Linked DNA regions of Gossypium hirsutum: region 1 is linked to region 2. A link is a contact called in public Hi-C data. All regions are on one chromosome and are shown on one strand. Each heading gives the region's core, a stretch centred on a gene start, on an enhancer-like site or on the middle of the called end of the contact. The rest is flanking DNA. Distances are from core to core; before and after follow the strand shown.

Region 1 (2,700 bases), core at 133-2,632, 100 kb before region 2:
CACTCAGGTGCAAATTGTGAAAAAAAAATTGCAGTCTTTTATTCCAATAGAAACAGGAGCACATCAAAGTCAAAACACATATACTTTAAGTTCCTGGTTGTTAAAGTAAAAGTTTAGAATGGTTAGGTGCCTATAAAGCATATTAGGACAAACTCCAAGATTGCGGATTTGCTTACTAAGGGACTACACCTAAGGTTTTATAAGAGCACACTGCTCATATGGATGTAATATCATTTAAGGATATTTGGTTTTACTGGGAGTTTGTACTTTTAAATACTTTTATGTTATAAACACATTTTCAGTTATTTCAGTTTATGGATATTAAGTTTAGTTTTTGCAGAAATAAAGTTTATTTGGTTTATTCACATTCTGATTTTGGTAAGGTTTGATCTCACTAAGGTTTAAGAAAGACCAGTTGGAAATAGACATGTTTAGATCATATTACATGTAATTTTTATGCTACACATCCACACTTGATCTATGTCATTTGATTGTGTTAATATATGTGATTAGGGATGGATTTAGTTACGATATATGTAACGAAAGTCGTCTTGGTTCTATGTTAACATAATTGATGGACGAGATTGTTCGGAATACCTTTTTGATATGATAGTAAAATTTTTGAGCTCATAAGGTTATATAATGACATGTAACTATAAAGTAATTATTATATATATGTGTGGTCCAAGTGGGAGATTGTTGGAAAATATGGCATCACATATATAATAAGGGTAATTACATGTTATTATTTACTATCATGATAGGCTAGCCAAAATTAAAAGTGATCTAATTTGGTTAAAGTTTTATTGGGCTTTAATTATTAAATAAAGTATAGGTCAAATATGTGTAGATACTCTAGTAATTAAGTTCTAATCAAATTCTAATTAATGATGGGCTAATTAGGAATTAGGGCTAATATGCCAAAGTTATAAATATTAGGGTTATGATCCTCAAATTATATATAAGCTAACTTTTCTAATATCCCATCTTTAGAAAAGAGAGAGCCACATTCTTTAGATTACTTGTATACTAATTTGGAATATCAAAACCCTAATATCCGTAGATTTTAAGAAATCGATGAATTCAGGTACGCTTCCGCATCTATTTTTTTCTTGATTTATTCTTGATAATTTGACATGATAGATCCTGGTTTACAATTCTAATTTTTTTATTAGATATTATTTACAATTCTAACATAATGATGAAATTGAAAGGTTTTATAATTAAACTACTAAAATAAAAATATACTAATAATTTGGTGATCGCCAATATAATTTACCCAAAGATGAAAGATGATCATGCGGATTGTGGAGTATTGAGGACCATCTAACTCTGCCAGCCAGAGGCTAATAAGTTCAGCCAACAATTTGTTTAGAAATTTGGTAAGTCCTACCAATTTTGTACTCTATCCTTTTTACTTTTTAAGAAATAGTGAAATTACTGAAAAGTGCATATGCTTAATTTTAAATTTTAACCCATTTTTGTATTCCCGAAAGGTGTTAAAAGACATTTTCATAGTTAAAGAAAGCTTTGGAAGAATTAAAAAAAAAAAAAAAACAATTTATAGGCAGGCAATTGTCTTCATCACTGAGTCGCAAAACCCTGACTCTCTTGCTTTTGAAGCCTTTAGTTTCTACTCCTACTTATGGCTTTTGATGGATCTTCCATTATAGTTGTGGCTATATTTGGTGTCTTCTTAGTGAACCTTACTTCATCCTTGGTGCTTGCTAAAGGCCCGTGCCAGTTTCCGGCAATATTCAACTTCGGTGACTCAAACTCCGACACTGGAGGGTTGTCAGCTGCATTTGGTCAAGCTCCTCCTCCTAATGGAATGTCTTACTTTGGTCACCCTGCTGGCCGTTACTGCGATGGCCGCCTTGTCATCGACTTCTTAGGTACTTCTTTTCTTTTCCTTTGGTTTATATGTTTTTTGATATTATATATATATCATCAAACCCTGGATCTTCCAATATTTCTAATCATAATAGCAATCAAAATGTAGACTTTTTTCACCATAAGTTCACTTTAATCTTTAGTATACTACCATAAATAAGTTAAATTAATTTACTGATTGGTGATTGAGAGTAGTCACAACAACGCCGGCAGCATCCACCGACGCTAAGCCAAAGTAAACTTTTGTTTTTTGTCGTGACCCGGAAAGAAAAGGTTATCTTTAAGAATAATTTTTCTTCTGACTCTGACTTCACTAAAAAAGAGAGAAAAAAAGAGAGAGTAAAACGTGGAATTTGGAATTTAGCGAATGGTTTTTAAGATTATGTATCCATTCCGGCCTAAACAAATTCAATATAAACTCCTTATTAAGATAATAATACAAATATATGCATAACCTAAAAATGATTAGAGAATGGTATCTAAAATTATCTAATATTTATATAGGTGAAAGTTGGATGGATGCCCCAGTTTCATACCCTTCTTTCAAACCAATCAAAATTCTTACCTGTAGCAAATAAAAAAAAAAGAATAAAAGAAAAAAGGCAACAAGTTACGATTTTTAACCAAGTCAATAGAAAACAAAAATCAAATCAACCCATACAGTCACTTTCAGTTTTCAGTAAAATCATGATTTTACTTTCAAACTCCATTATTGGAATGGATGGAATTCGATTTAGATTAAACTTGATACATTTTTTTTATCAAAAGGTTTTGTTTTGATACATTTTATATCAGTAGGGTTTAATT
Region 2 (2,701 bases), core at 72-2,571:
AGGGCTCTTCGAGATTGCACTCACAATGATAAATCCCAGCCCAATTCTTCTGTATCTGCCCTTGTCATCATTTTTATCTCATAGAATGAATCATTATGCCCCAATCTTCCGCAGTAGAAACAAAAAAGCGATAACCGTTCATACTTAAACTTGACATATGACCTAACCACATTGCACAAATCTTGCTTCTTCCTTTTCAGAGGCTTCCTAACATCAATCTGTACTCTTACCCTCATATAATTACGATTTTCCTTTCCTAGATTTGAAGTATCATATTCTAGGAAAACACCTAAAAAATTACCCAGTTGGATTGCTAGCTTTTTAGAGAATAATCCAATTGGGACATCATGGATTAGAACCCAGAAAGGAGTAAATATTAGCGGCACTTTTAATGGATCTTCGCCTCTCCCCAACTTATTCAATGATGGCAAGTGGTTATTAAAAGTCCATGGTAGACCTTTTAGAACCCTTTCCATATCCATATTATGATCATAATTGGAACAAATACCTTTTTTCACCAGATCTCTAATTTGGACCCCATAAACAGGGTGCCACAGATTTGCCATAGTGCTTTTCATGGTGGAAAATGAATAACACTTGCTGTTAAGAAACATCCCACAAGCTGGAACTCCCCCACTCCACTTTGATTACCCGGATCTGCCTGAATCTGCAATATTTCTTCTTCTTCCTCATTAATCGATAATTGTGCTAATTCATTCTCCATGGCTACAGGTTGATAAACATAATAACACAAACACCCCTTTTTCAGATTTCAGGAAAAAAGATCAGAAGCAAAGAAGGCAATTGGTAAAACATAACACAAACGATTAAAGAAAAACAAAAACGTGCCAGCGGCGGCAGACCTAAACGTGCTAGGGGAGTAGACTCTTTATTTATTTTTATTAAAATAATTATATTTATTCTATTTCAAATTAGAAAATTTTACACATAAGAATGTGTAAAAATTACACATTTAAAACACAATTGATGGACATAATAAAATGTGCATAAAAGCAATCAAAATAAAACTTTGGTCAAGTGGTGAATTTAAGTTTTTACTAATACAATTAACTTAGGTTCAAATTGTATCATATGTATATTTTTATTGGGCTTGTAAAATAAAAAGATAAGTATCATCGAGTAAGATAACTTATTTTAAATATGAAAGGACATCAAATTAATTTTTTATTATACATCTTTTATGGTTTTTATTATTATTTTCAATTAGATCAAAATACATATTAAATCATTGATTCTAATTTTGACTTGGGCTATTCAAATGAACCTTTTGACTTGGTCTACCGCTTAGATACCCAATATTCTGGTTTCTAGTTTTGTCTCCCGAGATTAATAGCCCAACATGTAACCCTTGTAGGTGGTTTCATATAAACAAGATGACAAATTTTAAATTTTAAATTTTAGCAACTTTAGAATTTTGGGAAATCTGGCCTTTACCGAACCTTGCCCAAATTTGAGGACTGAAACTCTGAAGAAGGATCCACACATAGGGCAACATCGAAAGTCATCTCATTACCTTTTTGTTAATTGGATAACATGACATGTAAAATCATCTATGACTCAAAATTATGTTGCCCAAGTGGATTGGACGACAGACACACTTAGTTGGTTCTTCATCCACTACCTATTTGAAAAGTCTTCAACTCATAATTTCTCTTTCAAGTTCTAAGCTTAACAATAAAATCTCAAATCTAATTTGGACAACCATGAAAGTCATTAAATAACGATATTAGGAAGAACTTCAATAGAAATTTATAATGATTTTTTTTGTATGTATCAAAATTAAACAAATACTATAAAAACAGGTTATGTCTAACATTATTTATGGAAATAGGTTAAGATGAAGATTGGAGAGGGCTTGTGGCAGTTCGCATAGTAGATATGCGGAAAGTTTTTAGAGGGGTTTTAATGATAAAGACAAAGATGTCTAGAGAATTGAGGGGTCTTTTTTTGAAGTCTTCTCTTTGATGATATAACACGCTTTATATGCTTCTTACGATGGTGTCGGTTCATGGGTTTCGAAAGTTGTGTCATTACAAATTTTTGCATGTGTATTGGGATGTAATGAATGGATGTGTGTCACTTTCTACATATTTCCTGTTATGTATTGTCTTTTATCTGTTAGAAAAGTGTTTAGAAAACATATAAGAGTTGACGTAGCAGAATTTTTTAAAAGAAATTGAAAATGATTTTTATGGCGATATCTAAAGTAATAAATTTGATAAAAATTAGTACATGTGTTTCACGGCTCAGGATGTATATCCAAATTACGAAAGGTTATAGGAAAGTGTTTAAATTTTTTGATTAACTCAAACAAAATTCAAAATTTTCAAGTTTTCAACTGAATAATCTTTTCTATTATTCTCAAACTCTTAGATGCTTAGGAAGTTGACACTAACTCAAGGAGCTTTACACAAGAAAAAATTTGAAACTTCAAAAGAGGGAGAAGTCAAAATCTCTATGTATCCTGAAATAGAAATTTTAACTTCTAGACACAAATTACAATCATTAGATATTACAATTATAATTCTCACAAAGTTAAAATTCAAACTCAATAAAATAAAATTTATTTGAGTATAAAAAAATTTACTTAAATATACTTTCAATAACCTTTTACAGAGTTTTCCCTAAGAAAATGATGCATATGAATTTTGGCTAGGTATTTCTAAAGGGATATACACAA

The links. A called contact is a pair of places that touch in the nucleus more often than the background predicts.
Region 1: a contact with region 2 is called in a Hi-C map of leaf, with 4 times the contacts expected there. The contact joins the promoter of LOC107921071 here to the enhancer-like site in region 2. A contact is called at or near these places in 8 of 34 Hi-C or Micro-C datasets (hypocotyl and leaf).

What each region holds. Positions count from the first base shown.
Region 1 is chrD01:52,141,640-52,144,339 of Gossypium_hirsutum_v2.1, reverse strand. LOC107921071 (alpha-L-fucosidase 3) reads left to right here and starts at 1,382. Exons shown (of 5, transcript XM_016850923.2): 1 at 1,382-1,895. The coding sequence starts at 1,646.
Region 2 is chrD01:52,041,866-52,044,566 of Gossypium_hirsutum_v2.1, reverse strand. No RefSeq gene overlaps it. Among protein-coding and RNA genes, the nearest start is that of LOC107922586, 12 kb to the right of the region's middle. Within about 2 kb of position 1,321, at least 9 of the 9 cell types and tissues checked have an H3K27ac peak or open chromatin away from gene starts, as enhancers often do. A contact at or near this core is called in hypocotyl and leaf, where this site is marked.